3 separate regions of the Mus musculus genome follow, and all the other regions are linked to region 3. The links are chromatin contacts, called in public promoter capture Hi-C maps. All regions are on one chromosome and are shown on one strand. The core of a region is the stretch at or near the end of the contact, and the rest is flanking DNA. Distances in the headings are between cores, read along the strand shown. Region 1 overlaps Rnf157 (ring finger protein 157). Region 2 overlaps Sec14l1 (SEC14-like lipid binding 1). Region 3 overlaps Mfsd11 (major facilitator superfamily domain containing 11).

Evidence for each region. Capture Hi-C pulls out chosen DNA fragments and counts their contacts.
Region 1: a promoter capture Hi-C map of adipose tissue shows a contact between it and region 3. The contact joins two enhancer-like sites. A contact is called at or near these places in 2 of 115 datasets of contacts at active chromatin or transcription factors (bone marrow-derived macrophages and memory CD8 T cells) and 1 of 9 other capture datasets (adipose tissue).
Region 2: a contact with region 3 is called in a promoter capture Hi-C map of adipose tissue. The contact joins two enhancer-like sites. A contact is called at or near these places in 3 of 39 promoter capture datasets (embryonic stem cells, hippocampal neurons and liver), 6 of 115 datasets of contacts at active chromatin or transcription factors (the NIH/3T3 cell line, the SCID.adh cell line, bone marrow-derived macrophages and 2 more) and 3 of 9 other capture datasets (adipose tissue, embryonic stem cells and pancreatic islet).

Annotation. Positions count from the first base shown.
Region 1 is chr11:116,387,533-116,390,828 of GRCm38.p6, reverse strand. The region is part of intron 2 of Rnf157 (ring finger protein 157); the gene reads left to right. Among named protein-coding and RNA genes, the nearest start is that of Rnf157, 24 kb to the left of the region's middle. Within about 2 kb of position 1,493, at least 111 of the 459 cell types and tissues checked have an H3K27ac peak or open chromatin away from gene starts, as enhancers often do. A contact at or near this core is called in adipose tissue and bone marrow-derived macrophages, where this site is marked.
Region 2 is chr11:117,126,738-117,129,939 of GRCm38.p6, reverse strand. The region is part of intron 2 of Sec14l1 (SEC14-like lipid binding 1); the gene reads right to left. Among named protein-coding and RNA genes, the nearest start is that of Sec14l1, 13 kb to the right of the region's middle. Within about 2 kb of position 1,504, at least 84 of the 459 cell types and tissues checked have an H3K27ac peak or open chromatin away from gene starts, as enhancers often do. A contact at or near this core is called in adipose tissue, where this site is marked.
Region 3 is chr11:116,866,927-116,869,893 of GRCm38.p6, reverse strand. Mfsd11 (major facilitator superfamily domain containing 11) reads right to left here. Exons shown (of 13, transcript NM_178620.4): 10 at 1,235-1,360. Among named protein-coding and RNA genes, the nearest start is that of Mfsd11, 14 kb to the right of the region's middle. Within about 2 kb of position 1,558, at least 55 of the 459 cell types and tissues checked have an H3K27ac peak or open chromatin away from gene starts, as enhancers often do. A contact at or near this core is called in adipose tissue and bone marrow-derived macrophages, where this site is marked.

The sequences.
Region 1 (3,296 bases), core at 244-2,743, 480 kb after region 3:
GTAAAATTAGCATTGGTTCCGTATTTACGAACCGACTCGGCAATTTCCTTAATCTGTACGTATTCTACCGGAGCGTGGACACGCCCACCCTCGGCTCCTTCAAAGACTGGAAATGCCTGTTCTATTTTCCTTTGTTCCTCTCGGGGAATGAATGAGTCTGCGCACTGCCTCTCTGCGCATTGCTGACGCACTACGGGCTGACGCACTACGCAGGGCGGGGACTCCGCATAGGGCGGGAGTGCACCTGGTAGCCGATTGCCCTGAGGCCAATTAGCAAACTGGCCTTCGCCAGCCGCTTTTGGCTTTTTCCTTAAATGACTAGTTAGCACTTTACTTGGCGGCTGGTATCCTTTTCTTTCATAATGAGCCGCTTTTTTCTCCCAGTCTGTTTCTTCAGAGCACAGGCTCCTTCTCCTAGAGACCTCCGCTAATTGATCTTTTTTCTTCTCCCTTTTTCCTCTTTTTCTTCTAATCTCTCTCCAGGTATTCCTACCTGACCTTAACTTTTCCTCGGGTTCAAGACCCTTGGAAAGGCCTGTATACTTACCGTTTCTCCTTGCTCCTACTCTCTCTCCCCGCTTTACTTCTGATAGACTGTCCTGAATTTCCTCTAGAATTTTCAGCCCTATCTTAAGCACTATATAACATGTGAAAAGGAACAGAAGGGCTTCTAACACTAGAAAAAATTTAAGGCCAAACATAACTTGTAAAGCCATTTTCCACTTTACTTCTGATAGACTGTCTTGAATTTCCTTAGAAAGTTCAAGATCAGACTTACCTCGTTCCCCAGCTGAAAAGTTCTGAATTCATACAGTTGAATCCTTCTTAACAGTCTGCTTTACGGGAACCTTTATCACCGTCGTTCCCCAGCTGATGAGTTCTGAATTCGGCAGTTGAATCCTTCTCAACAGTCTGTGTTACGGGAACCTTTATAAACGTGATTCGCAGTTCTGGTTCTGGAATGAAGTATCCCTCCTGCGCCAGTCCGGAGTTTTTTCTCGTCCCGGATTTTCTCGTCCCGGAATTCGGCACCAATTGTTATTAGACGCGTTCTCACGACCGGCCAGGAAGAACACCACAGACCAGAATCTTCTGCGGCAAAGCTTTATTCTTACATCTTCAGGAAAAGAGAGCAAGAAGCAAGAGAGAGAAAAGCAAGAGAAAGAGAAAAGCAAGCAAGAGAGCGAAAAAGCAAGAGAGAGAGAAAACGAAACCCCTTTCCTCTTTAAAGAGAACAACAATTGCCTAGGGCGCATCACTCCCTGATTGGCTGCAGCCCATGGCCGAGCTGACGTTCACGGGAAAAACAGAGTACAAGTAGTCGTAAATACCCTTGGCTCATGCGCAGATTATTTGTTTACCAACTTAGAACACAGGATGTCAGCGCCATCTTGTGACGGCGAATGTGGGGGCGGCTTCCCACACCCTCCTTAGGCTAGGGACGGCTTTAGAGATTTGGGGCTGCTGAGTGACTCAGAGAAATTGTGTTCAGGAAGGTTGCCAATGCTGGCTCTCATCCTGTCCCAGGTGACCCCTCTCCTACCATAGTACTTTGTATACTAATTTTCTAAGTAAAGGTGCAGAGGCATGTCTCTCAGCACAGTGCTGAGATGAGTTCTGTGAATTCATGGGGAGTGTGGGCCAAATAGCAAGTTCTAGGCCAGTCTGTGCGTGCGTGTATTTAGATGGCCTCTTCTGCCTGTAACGATGACTTGAAGACAAGCAAAAGCGTCTTGTATATAGGTGTACTTATGATGGCACACTTTCCCCCAGGTGAGTCACCTCGGTTACATCTCCGTGCAGGACCCTGCGTGACTGAGCTCCTCCTGAATTCCTAGGTAGCAGCCTTGACCTTAACTCTGAGGCTCCCCACCCCCACCCCGGAGGAGTATTCACATTGGTGTTCTTGTTGGTATGTTGGTTTCTGTAGTACCCATCGTGTGTGTTTAATGCTGAACAGAGATTTATTTAATGTATGAGTACACTGTAGCTGTCCTCATACACACCAGAAGAGGGCATCAGATCCCACTACAGATGGTTGTGAGCCACCATGAGGTTGCTGGGAATTGAACTCAGGACCTTTGGAAGAGCCAGTGCTCTTAACCTCTGAGCCATCTCTCCAGCCCCTAGAGATTTTTTTTCTAAATCATATTAAGTCAGCTATGGGGTTCATGCCTATAATGTGGTACTTCAGAAGCTGAGGTGGGAGGGGGTCAAGTCTGAGGCCAGTTTGGGTTATGTGGAGACACTTTCAAAAGCCAAAATAGGCCGGGCGGTGGTGGCGCACGTCTTTAATCACAGCACTTGGGAGGCAGAGGCAGGCGGATTTCTGAGTTTGAGACCAGCCTGATCTACAGAGTGAGTTCCAGGACAGCCAGGGCTACACAGAGAAACAAACCCTGTCTCGAAAAACCAAAAAAAAAAAAAAAAAAAAAAAAAAAAAAAAAAAAGCCAAAATAGTCCAGCAGTGATGTCTCATTTCTATATAACTCTAGCACTCTGGCCCAGTGATGGTGGCACTTTTAATCCTGGCACTCAGGAGGCAGAGGCAGGAGGATGTCTGTGACTTAAATTCTAGTCTGGTTTACCGAGTTCCAGGACAGCCAAGGCTACACAAAGAAACCCTCTCTTGAAAAGCAAATGAGCAAACAACCCTAGCACTTGGGATATTGAGGCAGGAGAATCATTGTGAGGCCAGTCCGGTCTATAACACGAGACACTGTCTCTAAAATAGAAAGCAGTGTACAGGATGAATGTAGCGTGCATCTCCCTCTCTCTACTCACATGTATTGAGCCCTTCCTAGCTCAGTTGTCTTAGGCAGTGTATGTGTGTTATCTCATCTTGTCTTCAGCCTAATGAGAACGGCGCTCATTCAGCAGGCGCACAGAGCCACAGAGTTGAATATTACCAAGCCTGCCAGGGAGCCAGTCAGCTTCTGACCTCACCGTGCTTCAGAGCCTCAGCACTCTGCTGTTGGGTCATGGTCAGGCACACCCAGTCTGTCCCACATTCTGCCCAGGAACCCTTGTGTGGATCACCAGGAGCACTTTGTAGGTTTGGTTGAGATCTAAAAGGGCTCAAGGATTGCTGTGCCCTCCTGGAGCATTCCCTCAGAGAGTAAGCATGTGGTGTGTAATTCCATCTGCTGAGCTGACCTCTGGCTTTGCCAGGGTGCTCTTTAGGTTTGATTGGGGGACATCCTGAAACTGAGAGTAGACACGGGGCTTTAGTTCTGTAGAACTGACTCGACTCTCAAGTGACAGCGCTGGGTGTCTGCTCGTGAGCATCAAGTTAC
Region 2 (3,202 bases), core at 255-2,754, 260 kb before region 3:
GGAGGAAAGAGATCAGGGGAAACGGCGGAAGGTCTCTTAAAGCAAGACTCTAAACTGGCCCCTGGGCAACTGTGCACTGCCTAAAGGTGCAGAGGGGAGCTTGGGCTGTGTGCAGCCGGCCCACTCTGGTTTGCAGCAGTCTGCCCCCGCCCCCGCCCCTTTGCTCTTAGCTTTGCACAAGCTGGTTCAGCAGCAGGCTCCCTGTCAGCCACAGAGCAAGCCAGGCTGGTCGCCAGGCCAGGCCAGGCCAGACGTGCTCATCAGACAGCCTGTGGAGACGGCTTTGATGCCCACTGCACACTTGAGAACCAGCACAAGGGGAAGAGATGTGTCGGCTCTCCAGAAAACCAGCAGATTCCGGAAGGCGGTGCACTGGGCCGTCTTGGAATCGTTTCCCACCCCCAGTGACACATGGTCCTCCTTTGCCTCACTGCTACACAGTTAATACTTGCTAAGTTTCTTCAGAGTTCTAAACTTTTGGACCACAAGTGGTGGTTCACCCCTGTAATCCCAACACTGAGGCAGGAGGATTACAAGATCGAAGCCTGCCTAGGCTATGCATTGGAGGACAACTCCCCATGTCCAGCAACCTCTGAGGACCACAGCACCCAAGTGCTATACACACAGGTCAGCTATCTGTGTTTAGCATTCCTCAGGCAACAAACCTCCATCGGGACAGGAGCAGACCAATACAAGGGCGTGCCCCTCCCCTGCAATGCCAATTGCTGGCTTGATTTCAAACAAAACCCAGTTTAAGGGTCTGGTTGATATGGATCCCTGAGGGAATCTGCACTGGGGGCACGTACAAACCCTCCAGTAGTTACTGACTGGCTGACAGACTGGCTTCAAACTCTGCATCGTCACAGCCTACGTGCTTGGTGCTGAGATTATAGGTGCTTGCCACACTCACCCACAGTTAACAAATGAACCCCTTTAAAAGAGAAAGTATAGCCGGGCAGTGGTGGCACATGCCTTTAATCCCAGCACTTGGGAGGCAGAGGCAGGCGGATTTCTGAGTTTGAGGCCAGCCTGGTCTACAGGGTGAGTTCCAGGACAGCCAGGGCTACACAGAGAAACTCTGTCTCAAAAAAAAACAAAAAAAAGAGAGAAAGAGAGAGAGAGAGAGAGAGGGAGAGAGAGAGAGAGAGAGAGAGAAACTATTCCTTCAATCCCAAGTATTGACCAGTTCCTTTATTATAATGGTATTCAAGCAGGTACAGTAGAGGAGGCCCGTGTGCTGGCACCGGCACTCCCAGCTGCTCACGGAGGCTGAGGTGGAAGGACCACACATCAGCCAGGAGCTTGAGCCAGGCTGGTCAACACGGCCAGACCCTGCATTAAAAACAATCAGGCAAGAAAACTGGAAGGCAGGGACACCTCACACAAGGACAAGCTCCAGTGACAACACACTTGCTTGACGTGGCAGCCAGCAGAAGACAGCTCATCCGGGATACAAACCATGAGTCTGGCAGCTCCTTCGGACAGGCCCTAGCCCTGGCTCTTTGCTGAGCAGGCTGCAGACTGCTCCTCCCACCACTTTCCCGTTTCAATCCTCGTCCCGCAGCTCAGGCCCACAAAGTAGCTCATGCTATACTTGGCTCTAACACAGCAGCAGCATGTTAATCCACTCTTTGTGTTTGCTTTCAACTATTAAACCAGCATTATCTGCTGTTCACAAAAATACAGCAAGCCACTGCTGCCCGACAGTGCCTGGCCAGATACATGGGAAAGCCAGAGCTCTCTGAGTGCTGACACGCATTCTTCAGTTATCAAAATAAACGACCAGTGATAGTCTCAGAGTTAGAGGACACCAGCGCTGCAGGCAGCTCTCTCAGTAGGCAGAACCCTCTCCTAGAATCCTAGGACAGAGGACTCCGGGCCTCCACCACAGGCCACGTGTGTGGCAGCAGGCATTTGATATGTCTACAACTTTAGTACTTGAGAGGTGGAGGCAGAGGGTGAGGAGGGAGTCCAAGGTCACTGTCTCACACACTGGGAGCTGGAGGCCAGCATAGGTTAAAGATCCTGACCTAAAAAGAGAAAAATAGAAAGGTAAGCTAGAGCAAACAGAGCAGACGGCACATAAATGCACCTCCGTCCGTTCTGCACGGTGAAGCCCCACTTAGCAGAACTGTTTGACTTCTCGGTGTAAAAGATAATCCGTGGCCTTCAGGAAAGCATTTGGTGTTCCAGGGAACTGCAGCTGTCAGCTTTAAAAATGCCATGTGCTTGCCCACATAAAAGAATGCAATGAGCTATGGAAATATTATCTAGTGTCATGAACTAGAATCAAAGCCTCGTGGAGTCGGCGGTGGCGCCAGCACAGTTCCCATAGTGCACTGCTATAGGTCTGCAGCTTCGCAGAGCCTGGGGGGCTCAGGCTTAAGTCACACTCAGCAGAAGACAGGAAGTCAAGCGCAGTTCAGACTGGCCCAGAACCTTGAGGGAGCAGGGCCACCTGAGGAAAGCTCTTGTATTGCCACAGTCATTTCTCCAAAACGGCAGGGCTCACCAGTTCTCCCCATGGGACACTCCTGTGTCATCTCACTTCCACAGCAGGCTACCCGGGAAAGCCAGTGCTGCGTGGCAAGGCCTGGGTTTGAGCCCCAATACCACAGAAAGGAAAGATGAGCCCGACATCACAGCTGTACTTGGAATGACTACACCAAAGTCTGAGGCTATCCCATGTAAGGGATGAGGCTAGACCTGGGCTGGCCTGCACAAGCGTCAACCCCAGTACTCAGATCAGACCCTGTCCTTAAGCCAACAAGCTCAAGACAAAACACTCCTGGGAAGCATGTAATTATATCATTTTTTTTTTTGGTTAATATTACAGCAAAAATTTTTTAAATGTGCAGTATGGTGCTGGAGAGATGGCTCAGTGGTTAAGAGCACTTGCTGTCTTACAGAGGACCTGGATTTAGTTCCCAGCACCCACATGGTGGCCCACGACAGCATATATGAACACCCCTCCATTCCAAGGGATCTGGCACTCTCTGGACCCTGCAGGCACCAGGCACACACATGGTACACAGACAGACACACAGGCAAAACGCATACACATATAAAATAAAAATAAATCTTAACAAACTCAAAAGTACAGCCCAGGGGTTGACACAGTAACTCAGAAGGTAAAGGCATGTGAACACAGGTGTGACCCCAAGAGCCTCACAGTGGAAGAGTGAGAAACTCCAGCCAGGTG
Region 3 (2,967 bases), core at 309-2,808:
GGTAGATCTAGAATTTTCCTGAGTTCTGTGAGCTATATCTAACCCTGCTGACTCATTTGTGCCCATGAGGAAACTGAAGGCAGGATGAGGCCTGCCCCCGTACTGAACACCCCACCCCCCACCCCTCCACCCCCCACTTTCCATCAGTCTCTGCTGTCCTGCTCTCTGGGTTACACTCTTAGTTCTGCACACACATTGGCCTCCATGAGAGTCTGTGGAAATTGATGGCATCCAACCTGCCTTAACCAGCTTTGAGGCTGAAAGCAAGCACAAATCTTTGAGTCCTGAGCGCCTTGCTATCAGCTTTTACAATGAGCGTCCTTTTCTAGACCCCCACAAAGGTGTCAGCGGGTTTCTAACCATCCACTTAAATGTACAGGCAGCAGAGCCTCACAGACAGCTCACCCTGTGATGACATCACCCCAAGCGGGAACAATCATTCCAGGAGAACCAGGCTGTTCCCTGAAGCAATAAGGCTCTCTTTGAAGCACCTTGCAGAACCAGATTTGTGACAGCTGACAACAGCTTAACCGCAGCAGACTAGTCGCACGCCTCCTACCTGGGTGCCATCGCCCTAGCCAGGGCTCTGATCCCAGCACCCAAGCCCAGCTGCAAGGAGGGCAGAGAAGACTGCAGGGGCACAAAGACTTCCAGCCTACCCAAGAAATCTCAACTCCAAGTTTAGGGAGGGACCCTGCCTCAAAGAAATGACAGAAAGTGATAGAGGACTTTAGATGCCCTCCACTGTATACACTCGTGCACACACACTCTACTGGCCTTGTGTGCACACACCTGCATACACACACAAATAAGCAAAAGTTAAAAAAAATAGTGATGATGGAAAAATAAAATACACCCATTTGGATAAAAATAAGTAGGGGAGATAGAAACTCAAGGACAGGACAGAGGTGAAGGAGACCTAAAATTTCTATCTTTATGCCAACAAAATGTTTTTGTTTTCCTTTCTTTTCTTTTGAGATAAGGTCTTAAGCAGCCCAGGCTGACCCAAAGTCATTATACAGCCAAGGATGACCTTGAACTCCTCAAGTCACCCTGCTTCCATCTCTCAAGACTCAGGAGTGTAGTCAGGAGCCATCATGCCTGGCTCTTCTTCCTTTTTAAAATTGAAGCAGGGTCTCCTTTTATTGCCCAGGCTAGCCTTGAACTCCTACAGAGCCAGCTTTCCAACCTGACTCTGAATGAAAGGTTTTTAAACTAAAAAAACCCAACCTACCTAAAATCTCTCCAATGCCGATGAAAATTCCAGAAAGTCCAATGAGGCTTTTCTCTTCTGTCCCAAATTTGTTTACGGCCCCAATACAGGTACCGTACACCCCAGAGAAGAAGGTCAGCTCCAGACCTTAGGAGGGGAAAACCAGGGTTAGTTTAACTGTCCATCCAGGCTTTTTCCTATTTTTGGTTTGTGTCTAATAGCAGCTGAGCTTGCCCTACCTGAGGACACACTGACAAAATTCAGAGACACTTCCACTCCCCAACACAGAGGCTCTGCAGGGCTGCCTTCAGATGACTACATCATGTGACAGCTCCCTCACGAGACCAGAACTCTGGCAGGAGACACCAGGGTGGCTTGCTTCCTGCTTTTTCTGCCAGCCCTGTGATTGCTGACACAGGCTCTCTGACTTCTGAGCCCCAGAACTCAGGGGACACAGTGTGACTGGCAGCTGTTGGTGATTTTTGAGACAAGGTCTCGCTTGTGCAGCTAAGGCCGGCCTCAAACTTGCATCTTTCTGACAGGCTCAGGCTGGTTTTCATTTTTGTTCATTTAGGTTTTTTGTTTTTTTTTTTCTTCAAAGGCTGGTTTGCTTGCTTATTTATTTATTGAGAGGGTTTCTCTGTGTAGCCTTGGCTGTCCTGGGACTCATTCTGTAGACCAGACTAGCCTCAAACTCAGAGACCCTCCTGTGCCACCACCGCCCAGCTGATTTATTTTTATTATGGTGCATATGGTGTTTGGCTGCAGGTATGTATGTCTCTGTACCATATGCATACAGTGCCCGCAGAGGTCAGAAGAGGCCTTTGGATCCCAGAATTAGAGCTACATATGAGCCACCATGTGAGTACTGAGAACCAAACCTGAGCCCCTGGGAAGAGCACAAAACCTTCTTTCTTTTCTTAAAGATTTATTTATTTACTTATTATATGTAAGTACACTGTAGCTGTCTTCAGACACACCAGAAGAGGTCATTGGATCTCATTACAGATGGTTGTGAGCCACCATGTGGTTGCTGGGGATTGAACTCAGGTCCTTCGGAAGAGCAGTCAGTGCTCTTAACCGCTGAGCTATCGCTCCAGTCTGTGGTTTTGGGTTGCCCCTGACTCTTACTCCAAGACTGGCACTCCAACCTATGGCTCTGCTTTTGCTAGGCAAACGCTGACACTCAAGTATGCAACTGCACCCTCAGTCCAACCACAGCAGGTTTTTTTGGACACAAGGTCTTGCTCATCTGAAAGTCAAACTGAGATTACAGGTGTAATCTCACACTGGGTCAGAGCACTGATGTTTGAATTACGTTAAAAACAAAATCATTAAATGGTAATCCCAGCACTTGGGAGACAGAGAGGGTCAAGAGGTTGAGATTACTTTCAGCTTCACAGTGAGCTCTAGACCACCCTGTGCTCGATCAGAGATCAGGTCTCAAAAACAAAAGCAAGTAAACAAACAAGCACCACCAAACAAAAAACAAAACAAAAATCAGCCCTGGCTGTCCTGGAACTCACTCTAGACCAGGCTGGCCTCAAAGTCAGAGATCCGCCTGCCTCTGTCTCCCGAGTGCTGAGATTAAGGGTGTGGTCACCATAGCCTCAGCTTTGTATACCTGCTTACCTATATTTTATATACTAACATAGAATTACATAAAAATTTCTTGGGTAAAGCACATGCCTTTCATCCCAGCACTTGGGAGGCAGAGGCAGGCGGATTTCTGAGTTTGAGGCCAGCCTGGTCTA